Regions from separate parts of the Mus musculus genome. Here regions 1, 2, 3 and 4 are each linked to region 5. Evidence: chromatin contacts called from public Hi-C and HiChIP or PLAC-seq data. All regions are on one chromosome and are shown on one strand. The core of a region is the stretch at or near the end of the contact, and the rest is flanking DNA. Distances in the headings are between cores, read along the strand shown.

Evidence for each region. A called contact is a pair of places that touch in the nucleus more often than the background predicts. HiChIP or PLAC-seq counts read pairs in DNA pulled down with a chosen protein or histone mark.
Region 1: a contact with region 5 is called in an H3K27ac HiChIP or PLAC-seq map of VIP interneurons, with 7 times the contacts expected there. The contact joins two enhancer-like sites. A contact is called at or near these places in 2 of 484 Hi-C or Micro-C datasets (the BV-2 cell line and the N1E-115 cell line), 15 of 115 datasets of contacts at active chromatin or transcription factors (VIP interneurons, craniofacial prominence, embryonic basal ganglia and 6 more) and 3 of 9 other capture datasets (embryonic stem cells, embryonic tail and embryonic trunk).
Region 2: an H3K4me3 HiChIP or PLAC-seq map of the SCID.adh cell line shows a contact between it and region 5, with 9 times the contacts expected there. The contact joins two enhancer-like sites. A contact is called at or near these places in 2 of 39 promoter capture datasets (embryonic stem cells and liver), 2 of 15 datasets of contacts at CTCF or cohesin (embryonic stem cells and stem cell-derived epiblast-like cells), 50 of 484 Hi-C or Micro-C datasets (the AtT-20 cell line, the G1E-ER4 cell line, the HPC-7 cell line and 16 more), 13 of 115 datasets of contacts at active chromatin or transcription factors (the SCID.adh cell line, astrocytes, embryonic basal ganglia and 2 more) and 3 of 9 other capture datasets (embryonic stem cells, embryonic tail and embryonic trunk).
Region 3: a contact with region 5 is called in an H3K27ac HiChIP or PLAC-seq map of VIP interneurons, with 5 times the contacts expected there. The contact joins two enhancer-like sites. A contact is called at or near these places in 1 of 39 promoter capture datasets (hippocampal neurons), 1 of 15 datasets of contacts at CTCF or cohesin (stem cell-derived epiblast-like cells), 16 of 484 Hi-C or Micro-C datasets (the N1E-115 cell line, adipose-derived mesenchymal stem cells, cardiomyocytes and 8 more), 5 of 115 datasets of contacts at active chromatin or transcription factors (VIP interneurons, astrocytes, embryonic basal ganglia and 1 more) and 2 of 9 other capture datasets (embryonic tail and embryonic trunk).
Region 4: a contact with region 5 is called in a Hi-C map of the N1E-115 cell line, with 6 times the contacts expected there. The contact joins two enhancer-like sites. A contact is called at or near these places in 5 of 39 promoter capture datasets (cranial neural crest, frontonasal cranial neural crest, hippocampal neurons and 2 more), 1 of 15 datasets of contacts at CTCF or cohesin (stem cell-derived epiblast-like cells), 13 of 484 Hi-C or Micro-C datasets (the N1E-115 cell line, adipose-derived mesenchymal stem cells, cerebral cortex and 8 more) and 3 of 115 datasets of contacts at active chromatin or transcription factors (VIP interneurons, embryonic basal ganglia and embryonic forebrain).

The regions. Positions count from the first base shown.
Region 1 is chr8:89,004,033-89,008,821 of GRCm38.p6, forward strand. No RefSeq gene overlaps it. Among named protein-coding and RNA genes, the nearest start is that of Mir8110, 18 kb to the right of the region's middle. RefSeq lists a cis regulatory region at 1-4,789. Within about 2 kb of position 2,604, at least 54 of the 459 cell types and tissues checked have an H3K27ac peak or open chromatin away from gene starts, as enhancers often do. A contact at or near this core is called in VIP interneurons, where this site is marked.
Region 2 is chr8:88,946,953-88,951,321 of GRCm38.p6, forward strand. No RefSeq gene overlaps it. Among named protein-coding and RNA genes, the nearest start is that of Mir8110, 76 kb to the right of the region's middle. Within about 2 kb of position 2,874, at least 28 of the 459 cell types and tissues checked have an H3K27ac peak or open chromatin away from gene starts, as enhancers often do. A contact at or near this core is called in the SCID.adh cell line, where this site is marked.
Region 3 is chr8:88,757,904-88,762,145 of GRCm38.p6, forward strand. No RefSeq gene overlaps it. Among named protein-coding and RNA genes, the nearest start is that of Cyld, 63 kb to the left of the region's middle. Within about 2 kb of position 2,783, at least 1 of the 459 cell types and tissues checked has an H3K27ac peak or open chromatin away from gene starts, as enhancers often do. A contact at or near this core is called in VIP interneurons, where this site is marked.
Region 4 is chr8:88,790,992-88,795,465 of GRCm38.p6, forward strand. No RefSeq gene overlaps it. Among named protein-coding and RNA genes, the nearest start is that of Gm42034, 47 kb to the right of the region's middle. Within about 2 kb of position 1,845, at least 93 of the 459 cell types and tissues checked have an H3K27ac peak or open chromatin away from gene starts, as enhancers often do. A contact at or near this core is called in the N1E-115 cell line, VIP interneurons and uterus, where this site is marked.
Region 5 is chr8:89,568,302-89,572,834 of GRCm38.p6, forward strand. No RefSeq gene overlaps it. Among named protein-coding and RNA genes, the nearest start is that of Gm26331, 19 kb to the right of the region's middle. Within about 2 kb of position 1,345, at least 18 of the 459 cell types and tissues checked have an H3K27ac peak or open chromatin away from gene starts, as enhancers often do. A contact at or near this core is called in the N1E-115 cell line, the SCID.adh cell line, VIP interneurons and 1 more, where this site is marked.

The DNA of each region.
Region 1 (4,789 bases), core at 1,354-3,853, 560 kb before region 5:
TTTATGTCTGTGTCTGTGTAAATGGAGATTGGGGGATATGTTTTGTGTTTTAAGCAGCCTGTGTTTTATTTTTCAGACACACACTACCTTTTTTGTAAGACAGGAAGAGTGTAATAGATTTGTTAAAAATGGATTCGCTTGCTGTTAGATGACCTTTGTACTTTGTAATGTCATCAGGACTGAGAACTAAAAGTTAGGCATTACTAGTGCTGAGGTGCTGGGGAGTTGACTGTGGGGGTGGGGTGCTGGAGGCACTGACTATTAAGCAGTTTCTTTCTTTCCTGAAAAGAAAGAGACTTCAACTAAAAGACATGGCATCCCTACCTGTCTGCCAAGCCCCCCCCTCCCCCCCGATTAAATCTAAAAGCAGGCATCCCATCTGCTTGCCCAAATGAAGAGTGTAATATTCTACTAACTACTTTCTATTATCGCTCAACTTAAAGGTTTCTTGGGAAAATGATCCTCAATTCATTTGAAGTTTGTCTGCCACACAAAAGGAAGCTCCGGAAAGCTCAGTGCTGTGCAGTGAAGACACAGCACACCAGCTGACTCTGAGCTGTGTTCTCAACACCTGACAGTTAATATCACAGGAATGTTCATAGCGGTAGACTCCCATTTTTTCGTGAGTCAGAAAACCTAGAAATATCCCAAGGAGAAGGGACAACTAAGAACATAAGCAAAATTAAATTAAAACTACTGTGAATTTCCATCTCACCTCAGCCTAAATGGCTACCATTATTTAAAAAAAAATAGCAAATGCTTTTGAGGGAAAATGGGGTGGGGTTGGTGGACCCTTATACAGTACTGGTGCCACTGTTAATTGGTACAGTCACTGTGGAAATCAGTACAAAGGATCCTTTAAAAAAACGTAAAGCCGGGCGTGGTGGCGCACGCCTTTAATCCCAGCTCTCGGGAGGCAGAGGCAGGTGGATTTCTGAGTTCGAGGCCAACCTGGTCTACAAAGTGAGTTCCAGGACAGCCAGGGCTACACAGAGAAACCCTGTCTCGAAAAAGAAAAAACAAAACAAACAAACAAACAAACAAAAAACGTAAAAGGAAGCCTGTAGTGGTGGCTCAAGCCTTTAATCCCAGCACTTGAGAGGCAGAGGCAGGCAGGTTTCTTGGTTCGAGGCCAGCCTGGTTTACAGACTGAGTTCCAGGACAGCCAGGGCTATACAGAGAAACCCTGTCTGAAAAAAAAACCAAACCAAACCAAACCCCCAAAAGTGAAAGGAGAACTGTTAGATGACCAGAGACATAGCGGGAGGAGTCTAAGTCACTGTTCCATTGAGACATGTGTACATCTTGTATGGAGCTGCTTTATTCTCAACAGCCAAGATATGGAATCAGCCTAGGTACCATCGACAGATGAAGGGACAAAGAAAGTGTGATGAACAATGAACAAGAGATTCCCCCCCCCAATAATAAAGAACAAAACTATATGATCTGCAAGAAAGTAGATGGCCCTGGAGGTCACTGTGCTAAGGGAAGAAAGCCAGACTCACGGACTAGTATTATCTACTTTCTCTTATAGTCAGAAACTAGATTTTTTTAAAAGACATTAAGTAGGAAGAAGGTTCTTTGGGAAGAGTAAGAGGACCACTGTGGGATGGAGGCAAAGGACATGATATATGGATGTGAAATGTCACAATGAAACCCAGTCTTTTGCATAATGAATATGTGCCAATAAAAAGTAATGCATCTAAAAAGGCTATAAGCAAAGTCTTGTTTTCTTTTTTCTCCTGTGAGTGGGGGTGTTGAAAATCACTGTGTTGGGCTGTTTGACAGTGTACCCCCCACTAACTTCTCTTTACTGAATGAGTCATATCTTTATCCCCCTGGAAACGTGTTGCAGTTTAGCCGCTAAAATGTGTGCATATCACACACTCACATTTCCCGCCTGGTACTTCCAAGCCCCCAAGGGGGTGAAGTTTAAAGTTGGGTTGTTCCTCACTGCTTCCTTTCATTTTTGCATAATCGAACGGATGGGGTAACCTAGCCCAGGGCAAATCTACCCAGCTTGCTTGCAAATGCTCTCCCGGTCCGCACCTGCTGCGAAAAAAATAATTCCAATTTTGGTACTATTCGGAAAGTCTTTGGGGGTTCCTCAGCGATATTAGATAATTGAATATAGCTTTCTCTCGTTGATAAAATATATCTCACACATGCAGCTCGCCCCCCCCCCCCCCACGCCCCAAGTCCCAACTCCCTCAGCGCCCAAGTCAATTCTATGACAAAGTTAATCTGGAGCGTGACTTATGGGGTCCCAGTGGGAGGTCAGTGGGGCCGGTAAATATGTAAACAGGGCTTTTTCAGTTTCCGTTTCGCATGAATACAAAATAAACTGAGGCCCTCTGCACGCTGGAAAGTTCTTCCCTAAAGTTAATAAAATCTGTCAACTTCCATAAAGGCCGAGAGGAAGGGGGTCCACAGGTGCAGCCGGTCGGCCGAGGCTGGGGAAGTCGGGGCAGCTAATACAAAGCCCTGGGCACCGCGCGCCTCTTCCCATCAATTCTCATCAAGCGTTATTAGTCATCTGCCGCCTCGGAGGTGCGTCCGCGCTCGCCCCGCAGAAGCGACAATGACATTTGGCCGCACTGCAGGTGCGGCTGTGTGTGGCCGCGGCCGAGTGGGGCCGCCTTTGTGGCGTTCCGGTCCTTTGATCTGGGCACAAAGGGCGGCGGAGCTGCAGCCCCCCGGCTTTCTGCTCGCAGCTCCGCCCGCGAGGGAGGGGACGAGCCAGGAGGAGTGGCAGGCTGAGTGAAGGGGCCTCGGGAGGGGGGAATCCATAATATTTATTTCAACAATAGCTTCAAATCTTTTTAAACATCATAAGAACACGGCTCATTAAGCCCACAACAGCCTTGAAATTGTGTTATAAAACCGCAAAACAGAAATCAATACATTTGCTAGAAAGGAGGTAATGAAATATATTGAGTTGCCTGAGAAGTGGTTTGTATGAATCATAATATTATTATGTGCGCATCAATTCCATTCCAATACTTAAAGTTAACCAGCTAGCGAAGAGCACCCTGAACCCTCGTTAAACAAACTCTCCCTGCTACTCCCCAGGCCAGAGCATCCTGTAATAACCGAGGGGCGGGGGGGGGGGTCAGATCAATGCTGCCCACCCTGGGCTTCAGCTGCGCAGCTCTATTGCTTCCTGGCTTGATCAATACTGGCTCACAATGGCTGGGGGAAAGCCGGGGGCAGCCCCGGAGCTTAAGGCTGTAGCTTCTATCCAGAGCAACGCCACCGCCAGCTTCTGCCAAGAGTACTATAGCCAGCTGCTCAGCCCCTCCCAACCGAGGCTACAGCTTCCCTCCAGCCCTAACCTCTGGTCAGGAACTCTTGGTGGCTAGGTTTCCTCTACCCTAGTGGGTGTGACATTTCCAGTAGCCCCAGCACCTGACACCCAGTGAAAGGGGTGACCTCCAATTTTCTTTTCCTCTTTGCTTTCCTTATGCAAATAAATACTGGTTTCTTCCTTGCTGCCAGTGAATTGAAACAATGTATTTTATTCGTTCTCCTTACTATTCTCCCAAAGCAGGACCGAATTCTACAATGTGGTAATAGCTAACTGGAAATCATGGAGGGTACCGTGGTTTGAGAATTTATGGGATCTAAAGCTTATGCAAGTTGAGGAGGAGGTTCTCTGAAAGAAAAGCTATTTGGCTTTTCCAGGGGAATGAGGGGGAATCTTGGGGAGGGCTCCTGGGATAGAGGTCTGGAAGGTAGAACCTCCCACTTCCTGTCGGCATCTCACCCAACTGACAGTCAAAGGCCACACAAATGAAAATGTTCTATATACAAGTAACTCCAAGCTGCCCCTATTACTAAGAGCTGCCACTCTGTCAGTCTGGCATTCTTACTTGTGTGGCCACAGAGCTGGCAGGGACACCCAGAGACCAATCAGTGACGTGGGAAGATCAGGAAGTGTTCAGCTCTGCAGAGTTGGCCTGTCAGCCTCAGGTGTTCTCTGAGGCCATAAAATAGGGCTCCTCTTTGTCTACCCCTGCCTTTTCAATTCTGGCCTCTGCTCTGCATTTGGACTGACCATTACAGCAGGAAGAACTGTGGCTTTCTGGGGTGCTGGTCACTCTATGGCCACAGCACATTTGCGTGGGCACACATACATACAGTGACAAATCCTCATGCACAGATGCACACATACAGCCAGTCCAAGTTCTGGGCCAGACTTGTGCCTCAGCAAACACAGCTGGAAGTACAGCTGGAAGCTTCCAAACAGTGGTCCCCTGCCTCTCCAAAGGACATTTGGTTATGTTTGGGGGATATTGATTGGCATCCCCTGGGAGAAAGGGAACAATTGGTTTCTATCGGGTTGGGGAGTCATGCACAGGGCAGCCCTCTTCCAAGAGAAATGCAACCCCCAAATGACAAAGGCATTGAGGGAGGGGGAGCCTAGGCTAGGGCTTTTCTCCACTGGTTCTTTTCCATAGTTCAAAATACCATGGTTAGCGTTTCAGCCCCAGTGGCTTTGGCATTCTCTCCAGAGAAGAGGTAGGCGGATGCTGAGACTGCTCCTCTTGCTCTCCTGGGTGGGAAATGAGCCTTTTTATTCTGGCTTCTGTATCTAACCACCTACAACTATTTCCCCTATGTGGAGCTGTGGCCCCAGCCCTGGGCCCTTGAGCCGGAGACACTTCTGCACACTCTTCTCTAGATTCTGCCTTTAAAATGCCATTCTAACCGGACTGTTAGTGCTTAGCTTGCTTGGGGCGGACTGTCCCTACTGCTGCACAGCTGGATGAGTAGCTGTCCATAGCTA
Region 2 (4,369 bases), core at 1,624-4,123, 620 kb before region 5:
CCATGCCCCATGGAAAACAGAGCAGAAAGATTGGAAGTTAGTTGTGAGTCTGTGTCTCCTACTAACACCAGAAGCTATACATGTCAAATCTCACCAACATGACCCAAGCATGAGCTGAACAAAGAGGGCACCAAGAAACATGCTTAGGTATACAAGGTGGAAGCCCATGGGGCCTCAACCCCACATAAAGGACTATAGGCAACTAATTAAACCTGAGAGGGACAGATGGCTCTTCTTAGAAAAGAGCATACCAGTTGGTTGTCCAGTGCCAAAGAGCCTGAGAACATATATACAAGTAACATTGTATAGACTCAACAGGTTATATTTAGGAGTGGATAAATATATACAAAGACATATATGCATACAATGACAACTAATTAAAAAAATGAGGCTGTGAATTTGAAGGAGAGTGGGGAGAGGGGCTGTATGGGAAGGTGTGGAGGGAGAAAGAAGTGTTATAATTAAAACACAGTCTCAAAAATAAATAACAAGCAGGGGGGAGGGGGAGTCTGGGGGAGATGGCTCAGTTGGTAGGATACTTACTGTATAAGCTCGAGGACATGAATTTAATCCCCAGAAGCCATATTAAAAAAAAAAAAAAAAAGAAGCAAGGTATGATGACTCAGCACTTATAATCCCATTGATGGGCGGTAACACACACAGATCCCTGAGGCTACGTAGCCAGCCTGCTCAGTCTAAATGACAAGCCAGGCCTCAAAAAGCAAAGCAGACATTTTATTTTTTATAGATTATAAAGTATGATACTTGAGGCTGGCCTTTGGGTTCTACACATGTACACACACACACACACCAAAAGTTACAGTCCCTATTCTGTATTTAAAATATATACAGTTAATAAGGACAGTACTGTGTTAGTAAGAGATGCTGTCCAGGCAGACTTCTCTTTTCTTCTTCTCATGTGCCCTTATGGTCTCTACTTAAACCTCTGTTGTATGTAACAAAGAAAGGCAACAGATGTGTTTGGATAAAGGATAGAGGTAGAGACACAAATGGACCTGTGAATCCTGTCCACAGGCCACCACAGCTGTCACCATCCGTCCCACGCCTCTGCATGGAGAATTTGATCTTTTGAGCTGTGAGTCTGGCAGTCTTGTGGCTTTTCCACCATTGGTGGTAAGGCTTCTTACAGTAGCGTGGTCACTTGGTGTCTCCTCAGTGAGCCCAGGACTGTGAGGAGTCTGAGGGACCCTGAATTCCCTTCTACATTTACCCAGCAGAGACCACCACCAGAGTCCCGGCCATGAACTTCAGCTGCTTTGGCAGGACCTGCACTTATGTCTCTGCTCTGCAGGAATGAGGGCCCTCAGGACTCTTAATTTGTGGGAGGCAGGAGTTACTGTGTGAGCAAACTGGACGTTCTGATGTCTCCCTGGTAGCCAGACAGTAGATGTGCTGTGAAGGTTTGTCTCTAGCAACCAGACAGTGGTTGTGCTGTGCAGGTTTGTCGAGTGAAAGAATGAGCGACTGAGTGAACAGTGTTGCTTTCCCTGGGTGACTCACTTCTGAGGTTCCTTTTTATCTCTGGGTTCCTGCAGGCCTGGCTGGGCCCTGCTGAAGGGCCTCGGATCATGCCTTCCTCCTACAAGCAGATGCTCTTTGACCTAGAGCAGAGTTTCAAGCTCTAGAGAGCTTCTAATCTCCTAATCTGTCACAGCGAGGGCCACCAGGCCCCTGCTCCAGCCAAGTCTCCGCCCAGCTCTGTCTCACCTGGGCTGACCCCTACATTGCCCACTCTCTTTCCTCTGGAGTCAAAAATCCCTCTGAAGGCCCTTCCTGGCTAGAGCTGTGGCTCGCGTGGGAGCTCACTCCCCATCTTGCTGACACCCACACTCTGTTGATCCCTCAAAGATCCAGTCCCGCAAAGGAATCCTCGACTTTCGAAAACTATAGATTGATCAAAAATTATAAACAGATTGAATTGACCCCAGGGAACAGAGCTAGTGTCTGCCCCATTGATACGCCAATGTTACAATGGTTGCTGACTGATTGGCAACCAGGAATTCCCAGAACTGTTTTCAGGGTAGTTGGGGCTGGAGGGAGGCACGGCTTCAAAGAGACTTTGCACATCTTGCCCTATCAAAAATAACAGATCACGGAAGCGTAACCTCTCCCCAGAGCAGATACGCATTTGCAAGGCAGCGAAACTACATAATTACAGACATAACGCGCTAAAAATAGGCCCTGTGCCCGCACAGGCAGCCAGAGCGTGGCACCCGAGCACAGCACTGCCACGTGTGGCTGTATTAATAGGGGCTGTGGCACCGTCCCAGGTGACAGATGAGGTGACTCGAAGGATTACAGCCACGGAGCACAGAGATCACGGAAACGTCCTGTTGCCCAGTGCCTGCTAAGGACTTGAGGACAGGACAGGGCAGAGGGAGCTGGTGCTCCACAGCTCAGTTACAACTGGAGCGAACTGTGATTGTGGGTCTCAGGACAGCTAGGACGACGGCTGGGGGATGGATGAGGTTCCCCAGACAATCACTGCACAATGTGTTGAAGGGTTTTACCCTGCCTCAAAAATATGCACACTAATTATGTGTCAATTAGAGATAGGCAAGAAGCTGAAGCTCAGAGAGGTTAAACAACTCTCCCAGAGCCACACAGCTAGAGAGGCAGTCTGAACTGAAGACTGACCTCAAAGGAAATTTTCTTGCCCGCCGCATCCCCAGTTGATTTACTAAGTCCGCCATTTCCTCTTGACTTCTCATCATGGCTAACCAGGGAAGGAAGGAGAGAGCCTTCTAGAACATCTTCAGGGCACAGCTGCCTTGATTATTATTTCATAACCTCTTTCCCAGCTGGTCCAAGCCAGCCCCTCAGCTCTGTTTCTAGTAGGCCAGAGGCTCCCACCCGAGGGGCAGAGAGCTGCCCAGGCCTGTAAGCCTTAGGTCAGTGCTGCTCTAATGAGGAGCCTGTGCTCCGCCATCTGCCTCAGGTGCGCCAGGCACTGATGGTGGGCTGACAAGAGCAGAGCTCTCAGCGCCTCCTGAAGCAGCTGGCTTTTGTGGAATGGATGCCGGGAACTGACTTAGGTCAGTAAATGGCAGGACAGATTCTAAGACTCGGGCCACTGGGCTCCAGGGTTGATACTCTCTCTCCTTGCCTGACTCACTGGCCACCTCCCCAGCCAATGAGGAGTCTCCAGTATACAAGAGACGCTTTCGGCAATTGACTTTTCGCCACAGGCCCTCTTCCTCCTGCGTAAGCTCCCACACCCTAACACCTGACACTTGCCCTATACCCCCCCACCCCCAGCCTCCCAGATCCAGAGCCAGAGACATATATCTCAGTTTCTTCCTGGAAGCTCCACAGCAGACAAGGAGCAGGTCAGCTTTCTTCTGGCCCTGAGCTATACCCCAGAACCTTCCTTAAGCCTGGTAGCTTGAAGAGTCTCAAGCTCCCAAATTTTCCTGTTTCCCTGGTAAATTTAAGGTCCTCTCAGCACAACTAGGGTCATTCGGGAAGAAGGACCCTCCATTGAGAAAGTGTGTCCATAAGATTTGCCTCTTGGCGAGTCTACAGCATTTCCGTAATTAGCGATTGATGCGGAAGGCTCGTTGCAGACAGTGCCGGGTGCCACGTCACATAAGAAAGCAAGCTGAGCAAGCCACGAGGAGCAAGTCAGTAAGCAGTGTTCCTCCATGGCCTCCGTTCCACCTCCCTTACCTTTGTAGCGTGTAATTATAAAAGTCAATCCATGCTATGGCCGGCTAGGCAACGGCAACGGCAACGGCGGTCTTCCCACACCCAAGGAAAGCCCCAAGCCGCGGCGGTCTGCCCAGGTTCCTGCGGTTAGCTGCCGTTTCCAAGCCAAAATGGGGATAGCCATGGGCGCGGAGAGACCGCCGTTGCCGGTGCCTCGCCAGCCATAGTGTGGATTGATTTTTATAACTGCACACTACAACCTTGAGTTCCTGTCTTGATTTCCTTGAATAAAGGACCGTGATATAGAAATGTCAGGGAAATTAATCCTTTCCTCCCCAAAGGAGGAGGTTACCATGGTGTTTTCTTAGCGCAATAGAAACCTCAACTAAGCTGCGCGGTGGCGCACGCCTTTAATCCCAGCACTTGGGAGGCAGAGGCAGGCGATTTCTGAGTTCCAGGACAGCCAGGGCTAACACAGAGAAACCCTGTCTCGAAAAACCAAAAAGAAAGAGAGAGAGAGAGAAAGAGAGAGAGAGAGAGAGAGAGAGAGAGAGAGAGAGAGAGAGAGAGAGAGAGAGAGAGACCTTAACTAAGATGCTGATCAAAGCTGGGAGTGCTTTCTTTCCTGGGTACACAGAAAACAGAAGGCGGTAGTGAATGAAGGGTGAGACCACGGTGGCTGACCAGGCTTGGATCTCAA
Region 3 (4,242 bases), core at 1,533-4,032, 810 kb before region 5:
TTCCAACTACAGTTTTCCAGAGGACGCGAGAGTTCCCCATTCATAAAATTATGACAACCATTTTCTCTTAAGCTGGCAGACCAGCGATTTGTCATCTCCACACCCTCTCTGGCACTCTGAGAGACCACAGCTTCTATCAGGACCCAGACTGGTGGAGGCAGGGTGGGAAGGGTAGACCCAAGCAGGTTAGAGTTCTGTCTGTGTGTCATCCTTCCAGCTTGCCAGCTGTCATGTCACCGACACTCTGTGGGCTGAGTGGGGCCAGTGTAGCATATGCATTTTTGATCAGGTTTCCTTTTGAATGAGTTAACTGTCATGAATAACCGAGCAAAGGGCACTAGCATTGTCTTTAACTATAACTGCTCCAATTAATTATGGTTTAATTAGCATACATCGAGAGCAGCCCTGAAAATAATACTTCATGGGTTACAGATGCCCTGGCAGCTGGAACATGAAGTGTGATCAGGGCTGGGGGAGATAGTTATTAATAAATTACTCCCATTGTCAAAGACCCTTATTTATACAAATTAGCAGGGGATACATAATCAACTTTAACTGTATAATTTATAATAATTGATTTCATTTTGACTGACCACTAGTCGCTTACCAAATACTCTTGGAAGAAAAATTGCCCTATTAGGGTAAGTTTAATCCTAAACATAGCTAATGAATCCTATTACTTTAAGGTCATATTTGAAGCTTTTGTTAATTGTCAGAACCATTTTAAATTGATTAGAGTTAAATTAAATCAATGTAATGTTTAGAAAAACAATATTTCTAATGGATGAGGCCAGGCTGACCTCGAATAAACATATTTATCAACCGATTCCTGGTGGGGAGAGAGGGAGCAGCTGGGCCCATAACTCACATTTGTCTATAATATGGGAAATGTCACCAGGCAATTAGTTATGCCAGGTAATGAATAGGGAGCATGGGGACACCTTCTGGCAGCTGGGCTGGATGGGATTGCATGTCCTGCACAGTGGCAAGTGACTGTCACCTGTGGGCGACTTCCTTGTCCCTCCAACCTCAGCACAGCAAATTCCGGTTCCTCTGTCTGTTTCCCACTCCCCACTGCTTACCAGGACCACCAGTGGTGACTCTTCCCCTTGCCCCTCCCCTTTGCTTCCCACCCCCACCCTTAGAATCAGCACCTGCTCTTCCTCCAGGCCAGGAAGCTGGCCACTGCACACATTTATCTTCCCTAGGCTTGGTTGGCCCAGATGCCGCCCAGGCAGCAGGGGAACCTTCCCAAGCCCACACCACAGTGATCTCCAAGGAAGGACTCTCAGTACGAGGGCTCTCAGCTTCATAGCTCGGAGACACTAGGTCACTAGGTCACCAGGTCCCACAGCTGTTTGCGGCTCCCATTGCAGCGTGCCTTCTGATTTCACTTGGCGATGAGTCTCAGAGCCTGCCCCAAGACAGGAGTCTCAAGAAGAAGGAAGAAGTGAATGGCTATGGATTGACCCTCCAAGACCTTGGCTGGAAGGAGACCACTATTTCTCACCCTCTGCTCACTTATCAAAGACCAAGTGTATTGCATGCATTCAGCTAGCCTGCTGCATCAAGGGGTGGACCTTAGTGTCGCCATCTTTGAAGGGAAGTGACTCACCCAGGATGTCTTGACTGAGCTGTGATGGAGCCAGGCACCAAACTCTGTCTGAGAGAATCCAGCACCCTTTCTATGGCCTTCATCTAGTCAGCAGGGATTCCTGGGGGAGTCAGTATAGGGGTCTCTAAGAAAGACAGGGTTTCCACAGAGTTCTTGGTGGCTGCTCTGAGCTTCTCTCCCCGAGACTAAGATGTGAGTGGGAAAGCTGATACAGAAGAGAGAAAAGTGATGGCTCCCCCCAGAGTTCTTCTGCTTCTCCCTCTGCCGTCTTTGCCCAGAAAGATGACAAATGGCCAGAGAGTGTGCTTTGCATGCTCCACACATCCTTCGAGTTTGCTGCTCAGTGGGAATAATTACCATGGTAACAGTTAATTTCATACGTCAGCCTTAGTAGGTCAATATTGTCCAGAGTCAACACTGGTTGGTAGGGGGCACTGTATATATGGTAGTGGTTTGAAACAATGACATCTGAACCAGGAACTCGGGAGGGTGGACCCCTCCCCAACCCCACCCTCAGCCTCCAGTGTTGGCCTAGACTATTCAATCCTTCACAGGGCTAAGGAGAATCAAAGATGGAAGAAAGTGGAATTCCTTATTTCAGTCCCATGCTCTCGGGATGTCAGTCATGCTGCTGAGTTTGCAGGGATGTGGTGGACAAGGAAATGAACCCTTGGACTACAATGTCCATTGAACTGTGAGCTGTTAAAGAAGCCACGGTGGGCTAGGAACCACGGTGGCGATAATCCCAGCTCATGAGAGGGTGACAGAGGAGAACTGCATTTGAAGTCAATGGGGGCCACATAGCGGGATCTTGTAAAAAACCAACAACAACAGAAATGAAAGGAAGGAAGGAAGGAAGGAAGGAAGGGAGGGAGGGAGGCAGGGAGGGAGGGAGGGAGGGAGGAAGAGAAAGAGAAAGAAAATGGAGAAGAAAAGATCTGGTGACCGTGCGAAGAGCAGAGCAGCTGTAGTGGGATGGACTCAGGAACCACAGCAAAGCTTCGCAAAAGAAAAAGCTGTCTTCTTGGTCCCCTGCAGCCTCCCCACAAAGCCTGTGTCCCTCCTCTGTGAGCCTGCTCTGGACTTTGTCAGTTTCAGCCCCTACAGTGGCTGAAGACCAAGAGTCCTCATAGAGAACACAAAGGGAGGCAGCTTTGGTGGGAGGGTTGGCTGTGTGGACAGTGCAGATGGCCGGGCTGGGGATGAGTGGACGGGGACGTAGGGAGGGAGGTGGGAAGGCGGTTGGAGCGCAGAAGGCAGGCTCTGGTAAAGAGACTGCTGTCCAGGCGGTGGGAGAGGTGGGAGCTCACTGGGGTTCTGTAGAGTTCCTTGGGGCTGACTGCTCTAAATTCAGTGTTCTGGCTTCTCAGAGACCACACCCTCTCACCAGCACATCCCAGCCACCAAGTTCGCCTTTTAAAAGGCTGAGTGGCATAGATGCTCCTGAAGCAATCTGAGTGCATAGGCTGAGGTTTCTGACATGCTTCTAAATTCCCGAAATTGCCCTATTCTTACTTCCACAACAAAATTTGAATCAAAGGATAACCACCTTTTCCTATGTGCGTCTTAGTTTTTCATTTACTGTGGTCTCAGCCAACTGTGGTCTGAAAGTTCCAGAGTGAGCAATTCATAAATTATAGATAACGTTCACTGTGTCAACTTGTTATTATCATTCTATTTATCTGTGATCATTGTTAGTCTCACACTGTGCCTAAAATATAACAGATGTGTATTCACGACAGCTAGGACGTGGGGTCAGGCTAAATGTCTGCCAGCAGATAAATGGTTAAGAAAATGTAGCCTATATAATGCATGGATTTTATTCAGCTGTAAAGAAGGAACTGTCACCTGCAGGAAATGGATGCAATTGGAGATCCTTATGCTAAGTAAAACAAGCCAGACTCAAATGAGGCTGGGAACAGAGGTGAGCTCGTTAGGAGATTAGAGCCTGTCAGTCATCAGGGTTATAGAAATGAATCTGGGACCTGGGAATACATCTGAAGGGAATACATCCCAGGGCTCTGTGGGATCTGGCTAGAAGGCATATTCTGACTAGGTGGCTTGAAGAAGTGAGTAAAGTTCTTGGAGGTATCAGAAGCAACGTGCACCAAGTCTACCATGCAGGCAGCCAGTGACCATGTTCTACGGAGAGGAGGGAGGGAGAGAGGGAGGGCTTGGCTTAACACAGCAGGCACATCAATTGGTACCATGGTGAGGTTGGGGGTGGGAGATGGTCATTAAGAAGGGTTAATGCCCCCACTGGAGTAGGCTAGTTGCATAGGAGCACCTGTGTCAAGAGGTGAGCTCTGTAGTGAGGCCTTCCTTTTGCATGCGCATGCGTGGTTTTTGACCCTCCCACACATTCCTGTAACCTCATCAGATGCTGCCTCTTTGCTCTTGGAGTTACTAGCCTCCAGAACCTCGAGCCCAAATGAACATCTTTTCTTTTAAATGCACCAGTCTGTGTTACTTTCCAACAGACACGGGGAGGGGTTAAGACGGAGGACCTACGCCTGGAGCTGTCTTCTGCATTCCCTCCTTTTTTAGCATGTGCTGACTTCAGGACCGGTCTTAGGACCACATGGAACAAATCATGTTCCACATGAGCACTAGCAACTCCACGGGAA
Region 4 (4,474 bases), core at 595-3,094, 780 kb before region 5:
AGGTATTGTTCATATCAGCAGGAAAAGCAGCCAATGTAAGGACCACAGAGGCCACTCTTCCCATGCTCCGCACAAGTCACCCACCGGGGACTGACGGGACTGAGGCAAACCAGAGACCAATGGAACAGAGTCATAACTGAGATATCTGTATCCACCCATGCCTGAAGGCGGTGCTGGGCTCTCATTTAAACAAGGCAATGGGCCCTCTTTGCATTGGGCCAATGTCAGCCCAGAGTCCTGATGGCCCTAGGCCATATTTGGTGCCTCTCCATCCACTGTCCATGGACTCTGCCCCTCCATTTTCTAATCAAACACCTTTCCATGTCCCAATCCTTTACTGTGGTGCAAGCGTCTCCTTTTCTTCCTTCTGGTGGCCACAGAGTATGAGAGGGACTGAAGGGAAAGAGTGGGCAGAAGGGTGTCACACAAGGCCAGGGAGCCTGAGGACCAAGGATCCAACTGAAGCACCCCAAGAGCCAGCCCAGACCCCACTGGCCGGCTTATTTTAAGGAAGGGAGAATAGACAGAGAGTCGTGTGGTTTGCTCAAGCCGCCCAGAAAGTGGTTGAGCTGAACCTGAGTCCCCTCTATAAAATCCACCATCAGTAAGCCTGTACACAAAGCCTTGCCTGTCCTAAGAGGAGGACTATTTGTGACAAAGGGTTGGCTCAAGAAAATAGAGACCTGGCCCTTGTTCTGCAGAAGAGTAGTGGTTTTGGGGTGCGTGTACAAGTGTGAATACAAACATACAGGTCACCTCAACCCCAACCCCTGTCTTCATCCTGACCCATTTTTACTGAGGTCAGCTAAGGGGTGGCTAAAACATTCTGGGTGAGGGGGGTTGGATGCATTAGATGCATCAGGCGTATAAGCAAAGGCTCTTTAATAATTTTTTTCTTAAAAAAAAAGCTATATGTAGCTCCTGCTGTAACCCAGAGTATTCCCCAGAGTCCACAGGCTCACTTTAGCCCAATAGCTCCTAACCATCCCCTCCCCCCCAGTAATGTGTGCTTGCTGCCAGGACTTGCCAATTTATCACTTTGAGTAGTGGCTTGCTGGGATCAATGGGGACTTAGCCTGGCTCCCACCCTCCACATACATCTCTATGGAAGGTTCATGTTCTAACTCTGAAGTTGCCAGATGCATCTCCCACAGTGCTAAGACCTTTCTTTGCCCACAGTCCCATAAGTCTACCCAGGGACCAGCCTGTTACCATGGTCACAGGCCCAGGAAGCTCTCATCTCATCCCTGTCCCTTCTCTGATGCTCTGTTGTAGCCGGCAATACCCATCCCCGACTTCTTTCTTCCCTTCCAGAGCATTTCACTCTATAACTCAAGTTGATCTCCAGCTCATGAAGATCCTCCTGCCTCAGCCTTCTGGGATTACAGGTATGTGTGACTAGGCCAGCTTAGTCTGTGGCTTTCCTGTCATGTGGCTCCTGGAGTCCCAGGGGCCAGCTATTTTGGAGGGGCCCTGGGTCTACTCTGCCTTCACCGTTTGCAAGTAGAAATGGTTTTAGCTGCTGGCTAAATAATAAGCTACCCGTATATTGCCTGTCTTCATTGTGTTGTTGTAAAAGGAAAACTAATCAGGGTATGGTGGTATAGGCCTGTCGTCATACCAGTCCTTAGGAAGCAGAGGCAGGATGATCAGGAGTTCAAAGCCATCTTTGGCTACACTAGTCAGCTGGAGAATAGCCTGGGCTATGTACAACCCTGTCTCAAAACAAAACAGCAAAGCAAACAGAGGAGGAGGGACAGCAGAAGCAGAACCTAAATACACCCACGGCAAGTGTCAACAGCTGAGATTCAGGCAGCCTGGCAGCCTGCAGACACTTGGCTCCCTCCCCTATACCTTGAAAGTCTGAACAATGAGGCCTTTTGTGGGTTGGTCTCTTCTGCTGGGCCCTCTGAGTCACTGCATATTTTTGTGTGTGCAGCAACAAACGGTGTGACTCATTCTCCCACTGGGGGCATTTGGGGACTTGTTCTGTTTTACTTACAATTGCAGGAGGAGAAAAAAAAATCAGATATTACAGAGGTGAGAAAAAAATATAGCAAAGTCAAATAGTCCACCTCTGCGTGTTCCAGGCTGGCAGGACGAGTGCAGGTCCGAGGTTACTGGTCAGGGTTCCTGGGGGTGGGGCTTGGGGGTTCAAGGTGGTTAAAGTTTGACAAGTTTCTGCTAAGGTCAAATAAGGGAGAGGTTAAACTTCTAAGAAACCCCATGTCAAAGGCTTCTTACCCAAATCGGAGAGTCCTCTAGGCCCCAGGAAGAGGTGACATGGTCCCGTGTTGTGTGTCTCCGACCTCCTACACCTCATCAAGCTAGAGTTCCATGTTCAGAAAAGAGGTGTGTGTAGACTTTTTCTTTACTCATGTGGATGATGGCTTCCAGCCTGCTTTCCTTCCAGAGTCGGGTTGCCAGGAGTTTGAGGCTAAATGGGGCTGATAATAATGGAGAAAGTGAGCCACAGCTGAAAGGCTCTAGAGAGGCGCCTACGTGTTATAAGGCCGGCCCCTAGACAGATGGCCATCCCCTTCCTCCATCCGCCTGTCCCTATGGCTCTGCAGTCTCCATGCCCCATGCTTTGGCCAAGTCCCGTCCACACCGTGATCCCAGGGCTCTGCAGCGATGCCCTGGATCTAGGCCTTTAGCAGAGACCATTTCAGCCTAAATTCTGTGCCTCTCGGACCAGGTCCTCTGGAGGCTCTGGGCCTTGGAGGCCAGGATCCCAGCTCCAAGCTTGCAGGGCAGTAGAGGTGCGGGCGTGGCCAGGTACTGGGGCTTCAAGAACTAGCATTCGGAGCACGTGTCTCCTCTCGGAGCTGCGGGGCCTGTCTCTTTCTATTAGTTTAACAAGCCCTGGTATTAATGAGATTGCTCTATAATTGAACCTTTTCACGGGTCCCTCGGTAATGAAATTATGCTAATTTGCATTCAGCACCACTAGGCATCCATCACGCGGGATCAGCCGGGAGCGGCCGGTGAAGCGGCGTGAATGCACCGCTAATTATCACCGAAATGAACAAACCCGGCAGGATTATGATTTCATCTTTTGCCCTTCTCACCACTGGCTCCACCCTGTCTACATTCGTCTTTTCATGCATATGCTTGTTGGTGGGATGGGAGCAGGAAGCTGCTGCCATTGGCTGAGTGGCAGCAGAGCCTGGCACCTCTGCAGGCACCTGCAGGCTGGGTGCTGCTGCTGTTGCTGCTAGCCAATTTGAGTGGGCAGTGTGGGAGCCTACTACCTGTCTCTGAATGTGCAGCCTGCTGGGGTGTGTGTGTGTGTGTGTATGTGTGTGTGTTCACTCCCTCTCTGGGCTGAGGGTGGTGGTGTGTGTCTAATGAATGTCTGAGTCTTCATGCAAGGCTCTTAGCCTGCATGCTTGCCCGTTGGACATCTGAGCAGTTCATCTGTACCTCTGGTAGTGCACAGATGTGACCAATGCATTTGTACCTCTCGTTGAGTGCACATGTGTGTGTTTGCCTGTGGGGTTTATGGCTCTGCCACTGTCTGATATGCTGAAGTGTGAGGGCTTGTATCCTTGTGAATGATTGCCAACGTGCCACATCACTGTGAAGATGTGGAGTGACGGAGTATTCGACTACCCTGGTTGTCCAGTGGCTGGAGAATGGTGGCTTCTGATAGCTGCCACATTCAGGGACCCACTATGAAACTGTAGGGTCACCACAACAGGGGGACAGCTAGAGGGCTCCCTCCTCCCATTGCTGGATCCTCAAGGATTCTACTCAGCTCTCGGTGAGCCGAGAAGAGCTGAGACGACTTTTCTGGTTAGATCTGCACTATGATGACTTGGAAGGGATTCATTTGACTCAGGGTAAATAACAAAAATATTCCGTGCAAAGCCGAGTGTATGCAGTGCGTTATAGCGCCTCATCTCTTGGTACCCCTTCCTATCAGGCTTATGGGATGCTCGTGGGCTAGTGTGGTGGAACAAGGCCAGTGAGGTCTGCTCAGTGTCCACTGGGGCAGAGGTGAAGCTCCTAATTAGTACACGGGCCACCCCGCCACTGGCTTTGCATGGCATGTCCATATTCTGTACCTTCTGTTTCCCGAGCTATGAGCCAGGAGTATGAGAGATATGAGCCAGTTAACTTTCTAGGATGTTTGCACAAGAGCATGGAGTGCCAGGCTTCTGACAGCTGTACATCAGCAAGGTTGACTAGAGCTCTCATGGATCAAAGAATGTGTTTTACACACATACACGTTTCTGAGCCTGTTTCACTGGATGGAACATATGTGATAATCTATGTTATGACATGGTTGTGTGAGGGTGAAAATGGAGTCAGTAGTGTATAAATGTGCAATAGCTGGCTTGGTATAAAAACACTGTATGTGTATACCACAAAATTAATTATGTGACTTGCAAATGCAAAGGGATAATAGAGGTTTATACACCATCTAGCCAATGCTTCTTGTAAGTTCCCTACAGTCCACCGGTTCTCC
Region 5 (4,533 bases), core at 95-2,594:
ATAAGTAACATATAGTCATGTGTGTGCATCAACCTATAGAAACAAAATTGGACTTCTCAATAATCAATAAATTGAGGTTTCAGTCGCTAACATTTAGATCACTGCATCTATGCTAACATATCATACATGTGTATATATATGTATGTGTATATATATATGCATGTTTAAATTTTTCCATAGTCTAAGTGCTGGCAAGACTCTCTCTGTGACACTCTTTCTCACACACATACACATACACACATTCACAGCTCACTATACTACACTGAGCTACTCGATATATGTGTGCACAGGCTCTGCTTACATATACATGCTTACACTTGTAACCAAAACACCACTTTCTTCCAGCTTCACCCCTTGCATTTCTGAGCCCCCGCCCCGTGCCCCGGCACAGATCTCATTTGATTAATGATGGTAGGTTTGCTCCCTGGCAGTGCCACCCCACCCTCTAGGGATGCCGATTGTTGAAATGTACCAGTATCAGGAACCTAAAAACATGTGTCCCCACCTGCTGCCGACTGTGTGCCCTGTGCATAGGGACTCAACTCCAAAATATCTGGGTACCAAGACTTCCAACCCTAGAGGACAAAACCCTGCCAGCGTGGTTTATCTTCCCAATAATTAGGCTTGTGTTTCTGCTTTATTAACTCCAATACAACAGCCCCCTGCCCTCTGTCACCAAGGAGACTAATAGATGACAGTCACTCTGATTTGGAAGCCGTACAAATTAAATGACTGAAGTGAGAGGAAGCGAAGTTAAGACAAATGGTATCAAGATAAGGCAGTCCATCATTTACATAGGAGTTTTTCTAACATTAAGAGGGTGTGGGGGGCGGGGCTTCATTTTCCATGCATCAGTGTTAAAACAAACCATCCCAGCGTCCCCATTCAAGCTCAATGACAGGGAATTCCCAAATGTTTCTAGGAGTAACTGATGGCCTATGTCTAAAACCAGGATCGCCTTCCCGTCTCCCAAACACCCATTCTTTTTATTTTATTCTTTTTTTTTTTTAACTTTTCTCAAGAAGAGCCTTCTTCAGTTTTCTGTGCATGAATCCACGAGCTGGCCGTTCTTGCACAGCTAGTCAACAAGTCTAAATCCTTATCATCCCTGGGGCAGATTTGTGATGCATTCTTAACCTCGTGTTTTCCCTTTCTGGGGGTTTGTCCCAGGGGAGGCATCCTCACACACCTTGTGGACAATTAACGTTACCCAGAGAAAGAAAAACAAAATCAAAATATTGGAGGGGCTGGTGGGCATCCAGCCATGCCAGTTCCCACCATTCTTCTGCGGAGCTGTAGCTGTGTTCAGTGGTCGGATCTGAGAAGCCACGTTAGCTCTTGGCTGCGTAGCTGCCGGGTCTGGCGCAAGCTGATGAGATGTGATTATCTCCATGCAGAAATACCAGGGTGGTTGGGAGATAATTTGAAATGAAGTTAAAAATGAAACGGCACTAAAGCTTTTCTCCCTTGTGTCAAAACAACCACATCTTCTCCATTCCTTCCTTCTTCCCCCTTTCACTTTGACGACACTGGTTCACACTGGGGGTGGAGACACGCCTTCTTGCAAACTGTAATCCTTGGCTAATTTTAAATTTCAGATGATTCTGTTTGAAAGACAGCTCTAAGTTTCTATCAAAAAAAAAAATCAGCTTCCGGAGATCACAGATAGAGGTTGCCATGCTGGCTTTACTGAGTAAGCCTTAGACACTGCTATGACTCACAGACTCGAAGTTTCATTTTTCTATACTAACACTATTCGGGTATGAATAGCATGCCTTGATAATAAATGACATTCGGTTGCAAATGTCTTTGAACTTTAGCTTAAAAGAAGTGAAAACAGATTTAAATACATTTCAAATGTTAAACACTATATTTATTGAATCATTGCAAATGGAGTTACCGCGTCAAGTGACAGGTTTTTTTTAAAGCTATGTAAATGTTTCTTTCTTTAAATAGATGTATTTTAGTGCGAGGTATATGTCTAGGCACTGTCTAAGCTTGCAGCAATAATTCTCGATTTACAAAATCAGCAGTGAGGGTTGGGAATTCAGCTCAGTGGTAGAGTGCTTTCCTAGCAAGCACAGGGGCCTGGGTTCTGTCCTCAGCTGGGGGGAGGTGGGGGGGGGCGACAAAATAACAAAATCAACAGCGAATCTTGCAGTGAGAAAGAGTCCATTGCAATCATTAATATTATCCCTCTCTGTGCACACATGCAGTAATCAGATCCCTCGATGAAAACTTTTTAAAATTCTAAAGTTTGATTTCAGGCTTTGCCTTGTGTGTGAGTGTGTGTGTGTGTGTGTGTGTGTGTGTGTGTGTGTGTGTGTGTGTGTGTGTGTAAAGTAGCTGAGTTCTTCTGCAAGCTTCAAAAGTTCCAGCCACATTGTTGAAAACGAAGTTTGAAGTTATTCTGAACAGGGTTGTACAGCTCTTGTGTTCACTGCAGAGTTGGGGGTGGGTGGGGGTGGGGGTCATAAAAGCCGAATTCACTGAGGGCAGAGGGAAAGTCTTTAGAACTCTGTCCGCCCCAGCGCCATCAGTCAGTTAAGAGGAGTATCTGCAGGGTGCCCCCCTCTTCCCTTTCTGCAGTGCTAGGGATGTTTATGTGGATAGAAAGGGATGACAATTAGTTATATTTATCCATTCTGGGTCCATTTAATCCCCACTGTTTTCACTCCCATCAAATCCATTATCCCAAACAACGCTGCGTATGTCTTGATGGAGTTGCATGCAGACTGGCCTTGTTTACTCCGAGAAGACGAATTTTATGGCAACATTAAATACATAGTGAAACCTCACCAACGCAGGCCCTTGGCAGAGGGAAGTCATCCTTGTGGCTCCTCCTATCTGCCTTACCCCATTGCAGTTTGACTTGGTCCTTAAACTCTGGACCTTTCTCCCCCACGTCCCTACATTTTCTCCACAAGTTTTTTATTTATGGTCATTGAGTCCATGTGTTTCCAGAGGTCACAAAAAGCAACCCCATCTTCAAGCAGCCAAAGTCTTCTCTCTCTCTCTCTCTCTGAAAATGGCTTGATATTGATATTACTCCTAACAATTCAGGCTTTCTTTTTTAAGCCCAGTTTTTAAAAAAGAAAATAAAAGAGAAGAAGAGAAGGAGGGGATAAAAATGTAATAATAATAATAATAATAATAATAATAATAATAATAATAATAATAAAAGGAAGAAGAGGCAGAAGGGAGGAGGGGGAGGAGGACTCCCTTGTTTGTTTAGAAAGAAAATCTTAGGTGATCTTACTTACTTTCTTTTCTTTCAGCACTTCTTTGTCTCCCAAAGCGTGTTGCCTGCTACTATGGAAGCTGCAGAAGTGATTTGATCAGAAAATGCAGACCTGTGCTAGCTGACAACCACACAGTAAGGGTGAGGACATCATATGTGTTTGAAACTCCTGGTTTCACTAGGAAGAAAAAACACACTGTATGGCAAACTTTATTATTTAGGCCTTAACACACAGCCAGGACGAGTGGCTCAGACTAAAGGAAATCACTGCTTAATTCCACAAACATTGTTGCAGCCCAGGAATGGCACACACACACACACACACACACACACACACACACACACACACACACACACACACACACACACACACACACACACACACACACACACTCAAAACTTTGAGAGGTCCCCTCCATGAGTGCCATCCAAGCACACCAGTATCAAAACGTGCGGCGCAGCGCCATCTGCTGGCAGCAGGTGCGTCACCTAAATCGCCCCGGTCGCAGAGGGCTATACTAGGTAAAGTGTAAAGGGCTCAGAACCTTTTTCCGCTTGGGGTTCGGGCTGCTGGCCAGCCCTGTTTGCACAAAACCATAAAGAGTAGGCAAGCGACACTGTGTAGAGAGAAAACTGCGCAGGAGAAGCCGTTTCTCAAGGCCTGTTCAGTGTGTAAACCGGGGAAGATGGATAGGTTTGTAAAAGGTCCCCAGAGATCTTGGCCCAGGTTTCTAGCATTCAAGAAGTAGGATTTCTTTGTGTACAAACACAGGGGTACCTTTCCCCTTTCGTTCTGTCAGTCAGCAAGGTATCCGCAGGCCTGTCTTCACATCGTACTGTGTGCTCCGGAGAAGCTGAGCAGTTCCCAGAGATAGCATTGGGACCTAGGCCATTGCTTTCTTGTTGGCTTTAAAGGGGAAAGGGGACACCAGGCTGCCTTTATTCATCAGGTCCACGAACTCCCGGTGTTCCATCCCAAGGGCGGAATCTGAGATAGACTCAGCACTCATAACTGGACTATGTGGACCAGCAGACAGGCCATTTAAGGAAGACCCAACTCCCACCCCCGAAGTGACTGTGAATAGCACCTTATCCACAATGGCTCTTTAAGACCCTCATGCGGGCACGAATCTTAGCAGTTTCTTCTTGTCCAACTCTCTCCCACCTCACCCCAGGCACACAAAGCAGGCTTAGAAGCAAGGGCAGGCACAGCTCCATTCCCACCTTCCATGGGCCGCTTGCTCCTAGCCTGCTTGGGGTTTCTCTGGGCCTCATAGAAGACAAGCTGGTGG